Linked DNA regions of Zea mays: regions 1 and 2 are each linked to region 3. Evidence: chromatin contacts called from public Hi-C data. All regions are on one chromosome and are shown on one strand. The core of a region is the stretch at or near the end of the contact, and the rest is flanking DNA. Distances in the headings are between cores, read along the strand shown.

Evidence for each region. A called contact is a pair of places that touch in the nucleus more often than the background predicts.
Region 1: a Hi-C map of ear shows a contact between it and region 3, with 4 times the contacts expected there. The contact joins the promoter of LOC100217137 here to the enhancer-like site in region 3. A contact is called at or near these places in 3 of 25 Hi-C or Micro-C datasets (ear, endosperm and tassel).
Region 2: a Hi-C map of ear shows a contact between it and region 3, with 4 times the contacts expected there. The contact joins two enhancer-like sites. A contact is called at or near these places in 2 of 25 Hi-C or Micro-C datasets (ear and tassel).

The regions. Positions count from the first base shown.
Region 1 is chr5:168,383,239-168,386,955 of Zm-B73-REFERENCE-NAM-5.0, reverse strand. LOC100217137 (RNA pseudouridine synthase 7) reads left to right here and starts at 2,069. Exons shown (of 12, transcript NM_001143505.1): 1 at 2,069-2,230; 2 at 2,353-2,396; 3 at 2,652-2,729; 4 at 3,002-3,102; 5 at 3,618-3,705. The coding sequence starts at 2,146.
Region 2 is chr5:168,452,807-168,456,590 of Zm-B73-REFERENCE-NAM-5.0, reverse strand. The region is part of intron 1 of LOC103628657; the gene reads left to right. Among protein-coding and RNA genes, the nearest start is that of LOC100217137, 70 kb to the right of the region's middle. Within about 2 kb of position 2,475, at least 16 of the 20 cell types and tissues checked have an H3K27ac peak or open chromatin away from gene starts, as enhancers often do. A contact at or near this core is called in ear and tassel, where this site is marked.
Region 3 is chr5:168,973,749-168,977,983 of Zm-B73-REFERENCE-NAM-5.0, reverse strand. It overlaps LOC100286129, which reads left to right. Exons shown (of 9, transcript NM_001159017.2): 7 at 478-601; 8 at 772-933; 9 at 1,036-1,453. The coding sequence ends at 1,199. Among protein-coding and RNA genes, the nearest start is that of LOC100286129, 10 kb to the left of the region's middle. Within about 2 kb of position 1,338, at least 14 of the 20 cell types and tissues checked have an H3K27ac peak or open chromatin away from gene starts, as enhancers often do. A contact at or near this core is called in ear and tassel, where this site is marked.

The DNA.
Region 1 (3,717 bases), core at 820-3,319, 590 kb after region 3:
CTATGAGAAGGAATAACTCAAAAACAATACAAGGAGTATCTACAAGCAAGATTCAATTGATAGAGTCCAACTTAACCAAGTTGACAACTCTGCTAAGTCAAACTTAGCGCTACTGTTAAGGATATATGCCACGGTACCTAAGACATTCCAACGACAAAGGCAATGGCTGGTGGGACCGAGTAACTCAAACTTGGTTGAGAGACTTGGGCTCGAACTAGGTCACTCGGACTTGGCCAAAGGACTCGGACACAGACATTAGGAGACTTGACCCACATGTCAGAATAGGGTCAATAGCAGGGATCTGACATCCATGAAGATGTTGTCTAGGAGTCGGGAGAGGAGGAAGTGCAACACACGTCAGCACATCCATGAAGATGTTGTCTAGGAGCACCACATAAACATGGGTGTGTATCGGGATATCCGCGTGATAATGGTAATGTGATGGAGGGACAAGGACTCAACTTTAGACCCATCACTACAGGAGGAATATAACTTAGCCTTGGGGGAACATAGTCATGCCCTCACGGGTGGAGCCACATTCATTGGCTGCAAGACCAGGACGGTTCAAGAGAAAAATTATGAGGATTTTGAAGAGGCAGCGGTGCCTAAGTTGTTCTCCGTTGCCATTGTTGTGAGGCTCACCAACACGATGCAGTTCTTGTCATTGTCGTGATCCATCTAGGCAATTGAATCGATAGTGCTCAAGCTCGATACAACAACTCGAGGTCTTTCCTAGTTTGGTGACAACGGTGATGGAAAGTGGGCCGGTTGCTCGGGTTTAGCAAGAGCACGACTGCATGAGAATGTAATGCAACATGGAGAGAGGATAGCGTTGGGACACCGTGAAGACCAAATAAAGAGCGAAAACCAAACTGACGAGTGTTACATCTGATCACTAAACTTTTGTAATGGTATAATAGCACACAAGATTCAGAGTCTGTTTGATTTAGCTCAATGGCGGAGGATGAATTTTTTTAGGTATAGCTTTACCCGACTGTATAATATTTAGTACACAACTAATAAAATTATAGAACAAGAAGTCTGTGCAGTGTGGACAACGGCTAAGAGCGAGTGTGTGGAGTCGTGGAGGAAGGGTGTGGGCATGAGACGATTGGGCCAGATAGAGTTGGGCTGGATCTGTTAATTTTTTTCAAGTATGGTATGGCTCAGGCTATAATAGGCCATAATGTGCCCTGAACCTCTGATTTAGCTGTAGATTCTTGAAAATCTGATTGTTGTGATAAAACTGCTACGAGCTAACGATTATGGGAAAACTAAAATACATCTGATTGAAACAACCATCAATTATAGATCATGTGAGAACATGATAGATTAGTAACACGAATGATATAAACCTAAAAAATCTAGGATAGAAGGTGATTTTGAATTGAATTAGATGAATCTGTAGATTTTCAAAAATTATACCTATTTAGTTGGGATTCAGATTTTTGACAACGAATTAGTTCAGAAAGCTAAACCACGAACGCGTTTGGTTTAGCTTTCTGAACCAGATTCGTTCAACCTTTTCTGAACTAGATTCGATGCAAAAAAATCTAGAACCTAGCTAAATGAGTACAACATCATAATAGATTTCTGAAAATTTACAAATTTCTATAGTTCAATTCAAAATCACCTTCTTTCCTAGATTTTTTAGATTTTTGTTATCCATATAAGAAGTTATCATGTTCTTATAGAGTTTATAGTCGACAACTGTTTCAACCAAACAAATTTTAGTTTTTATACCATTATCAACTCACAAAAATATCACAACTCACAACTATAATCAGATTTTCAGGAATGTATGGCTAACTTTTCAGAAATGTGCGGCTAAACCAATTTTCTAGAGAGACTAGAGAGTAAGGTTTGGCAACTCTATTTTTACAAGAGATTTCTATTTTCTCAAGGAAAAATAAACTAATTTCTCTTGAAAAATAGGTATCTATTTGAAAAATGGGTTTACCTAAAAAGTAAATTCTGCGAGGCTGTATGGCGTGGCCCACTTTGCAGCAACTGATGGCAGTTGGCAGTCAAACCCACCGTCCCTTGCACGCTCGGCTTGGCTGAAGCGGAGAGTTTCCTCTGTTCCCCCATTCCGTCGTGTCACCACCGCCGCCGCCGGAGTGTGTCATCGCCGATTCGCCTGGTATGGCAGCACCGCCCGGGGGAGCGGGGATAGTGTGGCAGACGCCGGCCAACCCGCCCGAGTCGCACGACTACATCATCCGCAACGGCAAGTAACCGCAACCTCCTCTCCTCCTCATTGCTGAACCAGTGAACCGCGACGCACGCTTGTTCCCAGCAATAAAACCCTAAACCCCTCATGTGCTGACGATTGGTGGGTTCCCCCTGAAGGTCGGCGCTACGTGAGGCCTTACTACTTCGAGTTCATCTCCCATGTAATTTCGGACCGCTTGTTCCTGTACCTTATTTTTCTCTTGTAAAGTACTATATTTTCTTTGTCTTCCTGTTCGACTCCAGATAGATTATCATGCTTACTATGTGAGGATACAGGGTGTATCTGTTTCCCTTTTTGAACTGCTAGGATTGAGTTCATCAGGTGTTGTAGTCGTCGATACGCTCTCGATGGATTTCTTGTATCTCCATCGAAGCATTTTGTAAAATTTCTTGTTCATTTCCCATTTGGTTTGCAGGTGAAGAACAGATGGGCTGGAAAGACCATCGTTGACCTCTTCACTGATGAGTTCAAAGGGCGTTCCCGCGATTACTATGTATGATGCCATTATTTCCTTTGAATTTCATGTACCATACTGTTTCTTTTCATTACACGCCATTGTGGTTATATCATTGTCTGCCAGGAGGTCCTAGTTGTAGAGAGATGTCCATAACAGGCTTGCTACTGAATGAAGTCTCTGTTGTTTATTGAACCCCATCGTCTTGAACCGTGCATCTTCCTTTTTATTTAAACCTTGTGCTTCAGATTTTGAGCTCATTCATAGTAACATATGCATTGCTGCATGTAAGTGAAAGGTGAAATTGCTAGGTTCATGCAGTGAAGTGTGGGAGGCTTCAGGTTGATGGGCAAATGGTTCACACAGACTATATTGTGAAATCATCACAAAAGATAAGCCACTTCTTGCATAGGTCAGTTGCTTTGATCAATTTTGAAATTATTACCCCCACTAAACAAGTGTTCGATAATTTCACTTCATAAGTTCAACATAGATTACTCCATACAAACAAATGTTCCAAAGATTAGGAGCAGCATAAATCTTCACAATTTTCTGCAGATACATTATCCTTTACATGCTTATATCATAAAAATGGCAAGTGAATCAACAGGTAAGTAACAGATGTTTTGGTTAATGTCTCAATTTGCTCTTTCTATTGGAATTATTTTTAGAATATCAATAAAATATTAGTTATACTGATGAACTGTTGTTGATTCCTTGACTTCTAAGTTAATGATGTCATTTAGTTTAACTTTGTGTGCCATTTTACCTTCATGTAGTTCTCTAGTTAACCAGATACTTCCTGTGGCATGCAGACAGGAACCTAGACCCTCTGTGTTCTGACTTAACAAAAATAATTCACATGTCTTTTTCTCATTTACAAATTTTTAGTTCAAGTCTTTTTCTAAAGGTGTTTTTTTCTTCCAGGCACGAGCCACCTGTCTTGGCGGGTGATATTTCAATACTTAAGAATGAAGTTGATGTCGTAACTATTTGCAAACCAGCTTCTGTTCCAGTAGGTTTATAT
Region 2 (3,784 bases), core at 1,226-3,725, 520 kb after region 3:
TGGTTAGTTGGGCTGGAAGTTGGCCCAATGCACGTGGTTGTTTCTTTTTTCTATTTTCATTTTTTGTTTTTTTAAATTTTAAACTCAAAATTCGAATCTTGTTTTGAACACTAGTTAAATGTAGCAAGCATAACTCCTACATGAGATGCAAATTCACTTTATTTATTATTATTATTGATTAGTTTACTTATTTAAGCAAAATTTTCAAAGGTGATACACACCAAAATAGTTATCCTTTTGGAATGTATAACCCTAATTAAAAGAACATTCACAATTACATATTTAACTTATCCAAAAATATAATGTATAATGTATATTCACTATTAAGAGACATTTGAACTAAAATCCTTAGAGAATATTTATAACTTTATATTTCAACAAAAGGGATAACTAATTCTTATCGGGATCTTTTTATTAGAAATCGTATTTATTTTAGAATAAGTAATTTTAAGGTAAGGGAGTTCTTATTAAAATATATTTTGATTCACAATCTTTTGGACAATCTTACTAAAATCCCAAAATAAGATTTTAGGTGTCCCGCCACTAGAAATCGATTTCTAGTGGCAGTTTTCTTAAGAAACCTCCACTAGAAATCATTTTTATCCTTAGTTTTTTTAGTTTTTCAAATGACATCAGATGATAAAACTACCAAAATAAGATCTCAAAAAGTTATGAAACTTTGTAATTGACAACTTTTTATTTGAAATCATCTCGGCACTCAAAAATTGCATTCGAATTTGTCAAATTCAAAATGCAAATTTTGCAAACGACCTCGAATGGAAAAAATTTCAAAATAAAAGTTGTAGAACTTGAAAAGTTATTCAACTTTGTAGTTGACAACTTTTTTGTTTGAATTTATTTACGACCTCAAATAGTCAATTTACGCTCAGTTGGTTTGTAGTACGAGGGCAACAAAACTGTAATCTAAGCAAAAGGGAATGTACAGTGGAGAGACATCAAAACGGTTTTTCAAGCACAAGAGACAACTAAGAGACTATATTATACAATGGAGTGTCAATAAATGTAATCTATTAATAAATGCAGAAGTAAATGTGCTTATACTGCATCGGATCAATAGAACAAACGACGAATTCATATAGTGGGAAGTGAGGCGTCTGTTGCTACTTGGGTTACGATCAAGAGACGTCTCTTCACGGAGAGACGGTTCCACGATTTTTTTTGCAAATACCCTATTTAAACATATTAAGAGTCTCTACATTAAACACCACTATACATGTTCTAAGACACATCATAGGTGGAGTGGTAGAGGAGGCTTTGCGCAAGGGTGAGGTTGGTGGTGGGTTAAATTCCGAGCTGCCTCATAGCTGTGAATTTTGCAGAAAATTATTGTGACTTATGACTTCGATGGAGACGAGCAGGACTCCTCAACTTAAAATATTTTTTGTTATTTTAAAAAAAAACTTATTTTATGTTTTTCTAGAAATTATTAGTAGTGTCGGTTTTATTACGTCGACAGCAAGTGAAAATCGATTTTCACTCTCGATTTTTCTACGTTGATCGTTAATATAAATCGATTTTCACTGACGGTTCTCAATTAATCGTTTGTGGAAACTGATATTTCTACTAGCTCATAGCACTGACGGTTATAAAAAACGTCAGCATAAATAGGTTCACATCCTCTTTTATAGAGTTTCTATCTATTAGTGAGAGTTGGATTCTCGAGAGGCGAATTACAATTCCGAGAGGAGGATCAAAGGGGGCAATTGCTTGGCGGCCAGTGACGAGGGGATGCAATGCAACGCAACACTAGCTCCCCCAATCACGCCACGCACGCCTCTCCCTGTTTCCATCTCTCGGTTGGTGTGTTTTGGTGTTGCATGCTGTCCCTGAGCATGCACTGCCCAGCCTGCACTGTGCCCTGCTGTTGGCCCCCTCCCCTGCACAGATTCCCCTTCTGCAAACCGAGGAGGCTATAGCTGAAAGGTTCGCATGTCTCTCACTCACCCGCTCTCTCCTGCACTGCACTGCACTGCATGTTTTGCTTTGTATTGTACTGTAGCCATCTCCCCTCTCACTCACACACTACCCTTTCTGTCTCTACCTACGTGTACATACACCGTGGTTGCTTTATTCCTGTTTTCCCGAGTCTCAGACGACGGCGACGCAAGACCAGACCAGCAGGGCACGGTGAAGAACGACGACGGGACCGCAGCACACCTCTCGTCCGTTTCCTTCCTGCACTACTGCGGCGCCAGCGCCAGCGCCACCTCCCTTTGATTTGTCCGTCCGTCCGTCCCCGGTCCCCTGCTGCCGGCCACGGAAGGAAGGCAACGCGCATGGCAGTAGCTTTGCTAGCTTGCCGGCGGCCGGCGTGCAGTGCAGGTGCAGCTTGCTAGCGTGCGTGCGTGCTTTTGCTTGCTCGTCTCGTCGAGAATCTTATGGTCACCAGGGCCAGCTCCGCGCGCGCGTGTCGTCCAGATCCAGACGTGAGACGTCCGGTCCGGCCAGTCGTCCTCTCCTCCGCGCCCATCCCATCCCATCCTCTCCCAGCAGCCTCCCTTGCGCGGGCGGGTAGGGCACTCTGCCATGCAAGATTCCGGCATCTATGCCGTTCTCGCTCTGGGTGCTTTCTAGCCTGGCTGCTGTCGATCGGTGATGGAATTTGTCCTACTGCTGCCTGCTTGGCTACTCCCCATGGCTGGCTGGAGCTGTAGCTGGAGATGGAGTCGTAACGTACCGGCAGCTGTCTAGTGTGTAGGACTTGGACGTGATGACATGACGCAAAGGAAAAGAAATTTGTACCTCTGCGCTCCTGTGCTTGGCCCAATTTTTTCTCGGGCCATCTCCTCAAGTGGACTCCAGCTCTTTCTTTGAGTTTTTAAGGCTTGCAGCCGGCCCACGTGGTAAAAATGGTCAAGTATGCATGTCATTATGTCAATCTACTATCAATGTAGGGATGGAAAATCGGATAGGATTAGCATGAAATCGGATTCTAATATCATTTTTACAATGTTTCAATTTAGATTTCAATACGGGATATAGACCTTTCTAAACAGTGTTCCGGATTCGAATTTCTGGTACGAATGTATGTACTCACCTCAACTTAAGTATATGATGTTCAATTCAACGTAGAAGAATGGAATTTTACTACTAAGTTCATCAAGAACATAAGTAAAATCAAATCAAAGCAGGCTTGTAATAATCTCAAATATCGAAGTAAACTGAATTGCACTAAATAGTATTTAATAAAATAACAGGTTAAGTGAAGAAATTTAAGTAAGAACGATAAGCAACAAGAAAACGTTTATATAAGTAGAGAATAAAGTATGTAGCTGTTGTTGCGAAACAATATTGCGATACGTAAAGTATTATAAAGAGAGAGAGAGATCAGGTAGTAGGTCGCCAGTCATGCTAAATCTAGGTATGACAGGGAACTAGCCCACACGCACTTTGAGTGATTCAAGTCGTTATGTGGGTATATCCTCTTACTACTCATGGATTGATGAATATAAAGATGGAGAACGGATCATCAAGACCTCCTAGCTCCTCCACATCTCTTAGTTATGGTGAAAGTTCTAGCCTAGTAGTTCTAATCTACCTTTATACCTGCTCTTGGTGTAGTGTGAACTCTATCGACTCAAACTAACCCTATAGGAGAAAGTGTGTATGTCTAACATGGGATTCCCTTAAACGTTACACTATCCTCCCTTTTATAGTGTAAGGGAGGAGAGAGAGGTTACATTTGTCAAACCTTGGACCCCTAACTAAGACCCAACTACCTCATTCATATCATGTCCTCGTAATCGTAGAAAGTCATGCCTCT
Region 3 (4,235 bases), core at 89-2,588:
CGGTGCTGCTTGAGCTTCTGCATGTGTCTGAAAAAGCTCTCGAAGCTCATGCGGACGTGGGGAGGGCTGACCGCTGCCACCCCACTTGCATCATTGACTGCAACTGGATCGAATGGGAAGAATCCCATTGGGGGATGGTGAAGCCTTTTACAACTGGTTTTGACAGCTAGTCAATTTTTAAAGAGGCACGTGGAACCTAGTATATGTCTAGCAAGGATGCACGCAGAATCATCAGGCATAATATAACTCGCAACTCTAATTCACAATGCTTATCACCTACAAATTGATTACCTAATTGGTTAATTTGGACCAAGCCATTTCTGAAAATTTAGATGCAATTGGAATCCAAATACAGTATGAGTAGATCATTCAATTATACAAGAGCCATTGAGTTTTCATGGTTTGCTTTCCATGTTGCTTATGTAGTTGTGTGTGGCATGTTCTGGCTCCTTTTCACATGTTTCCTCTGTTTTGTAGGAAGAAAGTGAGAGAGTGAAGGCGGAAGTTGCTGCTGCTGTTCAGGCATCAGCTATGCGATTTGAGTATACAAATTCCTCTCAAAGTCACAACGATGTCATGTTCTCTCTGGATGACTTTGAAGGTAAATTTACTGAACTTCGGATGGTGTCCCTGCTTGTTCTTGATATCCTTAATATCACAGTTTTCTGATTGCATTTGTCTGTTGCCCATTTTCTCATCTGCTTTATTACGCACATCTGAGATTTGGTTCATTCTTGTTGGTGCTGATTTTGATGTCTCTTTGCACTGAAGCCCTGGGAAACAACGCTGGGCCGTCCACCAGTCCACCAGCGAGTGAAAGGAAGCTTTTCTCTGATGTAACACGCTTGGGTTTTGCATCTGCTCAAGACTCACCTCCCTTAAGACTCGGAACTGGGGATGCAAATGGCCAAAGTGAAACCTCGAGAGACCAAGGTACGTGATACCTGGTCTGTTTAGGAGTTTGGACACTTGCAGTGTATTAAAACCTGATTTCCATTGAACTCCTGGCGGTAACGATATATTTGTGTTATGCAGGGCCGTTAGCGACACCCGCATTATCATTTGCCAGCATCATATCTTCCAGTAGAGCCGTGACTGCAGCTGACAACTCGGAGATGCAGAAAGCAAATGGCGCTGGGAAGAAGGGTAAGAAAGCAACTAGAGTGCTTTTGTCGACTGGTGGTGGCCGTCGATACTGAAGGACTATAGATGCATTGGAACGAACAGTTTGGTTGTTTCCATATAATGCCGTAGCTCAATGCAATGTGCATAGTACATAACCTGGCTGGGATACGCTTGTAAGTTGTAACACTGAGCGGCAGTCGTGTGTGTTTTGCCTTTCTTGTGGGTGTGCTTGCGTTGTGCCCACATCCTGTCCCTTGCATGATCTGGAAACGAGCGCAGAGAAGCGTGTACCATAACTAATAAAGGTGGCGCAACACTTTAGTTGTGGAACGCCGCTAGTCTGCCCGGAGTGTCAAAATCTCCAAAAATGTGTACTTTTGATCATTGAACATAGTTCATCAGGGTTCAAAGATTGTCTGACTCGCTCCATAGATCGACGTGTCATGTTAATCGTTTGTTGATCGACAAGTGGGCCTCACATGAGTGGCGGGCGACTTTGGGCGGGCCACCGGTGCAAAGGCACTGTATTTCGTCTAGGATAAAAGTACAAACACATGTCTGTTGATTAAATTTTGTAAAGAAGAAAAAAAAATACAAATCTAGGATACTAAAAAGACATCACGAGATTTATCATAAAATATATTTTTCTATGATGTCTGTTTTGTATCATAAATATTGAAATCCTCTACAATTTGGTCAAATTTGAGTGATCAAGACTAGAATGACTCGTAAAATCATAAAAAATGCGCTCACACAGCCGAAAGACATGCTATAAGCCTATAACCACCAGTCCACCACTCACCTCTTTACTAATTGTTCGATAAAAAAAACTGTTTGATGGGCTGTTTTTTGGGCCAATGTCTCCCTCTGTACTCAATAAAAAGAAAACCGGACATTTTTAGCCCATGATGCAATATAGTTTTTTCTTCGTTATACAGTCTTTTATAGCACGGGTTTTGGGGTTTGAACCCTGCATCCTCCCCTCCTAACGCCCAACTTCTAACCATTTTAGAGCTTATATCCATTTGTGTTATACGAAGGATAGATAGTATAAATATTGTGTTATGCAAATGATATATATTGTAAATACATACATACTAATAAATTGAAACTACAAAAATATAATTGTGCCGGCACCACCTGCCGCGACCTGGTGAGCAAGCTGGGTCGCAAGACCCCCACCAGGGCGAGCGAGCTGATGGACATCGCCACCAAGTTCGCCTCTGGCCAGGAGGCGGTCGAGGCTATCTTACGGAAGGACAAGCAGCCCTAGGGCCGCCCACCGGAAGATGCCCCCGAGGCGTCAACTCAGCGCGGCGCCAAGAAGAAGGGCAAGAAGAAGTCGCAAGCGAAACGCGACGCCGCCGACGCGGACCTTGTCGCCACCGCCGAGTACAAGAACCCTCGGAAACCCCCCGGAGGTGCCAACCTCTTCGACAAGATGCTCAAGGAGCCGTGCCCCTATCACCAGGGGCCCATCAAGCACACCCTTGAGGAGTGCGCCATGCTTCGGCGCCACTTCCACAGGGCCTCACGACGACGACAAGAAGGAAGATCACCAGGCGGGAGAGTTCCTCGAGGTCCGCGACTGCTTCATGATCTACGGTGGGCAAGCGACGAACGCCTCGGCTCGGCACCGCAAGCAAGAGCGTCGGGAGGTCTGTTCGGTGAAGGTGGCGGCGCCAGTCTACCTAGACTGGTCCGACAAGCCCATCACCTTCGACCAAGCCGACCACCCCGACCACGTGCCGAGCCCGGGAAAATACCCGCTCGTTGTCGACCCCGTCGTCGGCGACGTCAGGCTCACCAAGGTCCTCATGGACGGAGGCAACAGCCTCAACATCATCTACGCCGAGACCCTCGGGCTCCTGCGTGTCGATCTGTCCTCGGTCCGGGCAGTCGCTGCGCCTTTCCATGGGATCATCCCCGGGAAGCGCGTCCAGCCCCTCGGACAACTCGACCTTCCCGTCTGCTTCGGAACACCCTACAACTTCCGAAGGGAGACCCTGACGTTCGAAGTGGTCGGGTTCCGAGGAACCTACCACGCGGTACTGGGAAGGCCATGCTACGCGAAGTTCATGGCCGTCCCCAACTACACCTACCTCAAGCTCAAGATGCCGGACCCCAACGGGGTCATCACCGTCGGGCCCACGTACAAACACGCGTTCGAATGCGACGTGGAGTGCGTGGAGTACGCCGAGGCCCTCGCCGAGTTCGAGGCCCTCATCGCCGACCCGGAGAGCCTCTCTAAGGAGGTGCCTGACGTGAAGCGTCACGCCGGCAACTTCGAGCCAGCGGAGACGGTTAAGTCCGTCCCCCTCGACCCCAGCAGCGACGCCTCCAAGCAGATCCGGATCGGCTCCGAGCTCGATCCCAAATAGGAAGCAGTGCTCATCGACTTTCTCCCCGCGAATGCCGACATCTTCGCGTGGAGTCCCTCGGACATGCCCGGCATACCGAGGGATGTTGCCCAGCACTCGCTGGACATCCGAGCCGGAGCCCGACCCGTCAAGCAGCCTCTGCGCCGATTCGACGAAGAGAAGCGCAGAGCCATAGGCGAGGAGATCCACAAGCTTATGGCGGCAGGGTTCATCAAAGAGGTATTCCATCCCGAATGGCTCGCCAACCCTGTGCTTGTGAGAAAGAAAGGAGGGAAATGGCGGATGTGTGTAGACTACACTGGTCTAAACAAAGCATGTCCGAAGGTTCCCTACCCTCTGCCTCGCATCGATCAAATCGTGGATTCCACTGCTAGGTGCGAAACCCTGTCTTTCCTCGATGCCTACTCCGGGTATCACCAAATCAGGATGAAAGAGTCCGACCAGCTCGCGACTTCTTTCATCACACCCTTCGGCATGTACTGCTATGTCACCATGCCGTTCGGCTTGGGGAATGCGGGTGCGACGTACCAGCGGTGCATGAACCATGTGTTCGGCGAACACATTGGCCGGACGGTCGAGGCCTACGTCGATGACATCGTAGTCAAGACGAGGAAAGCCTCCGACCTCCTTTCCGACCTTGAAGTGACATTCCGATGTCTCAAGGCGAAAGGCGTGAAGCTCAATCCCGAAAAGTGTGTCTTCGGGGTGCCCCGAGGCATGCTCTTGGGG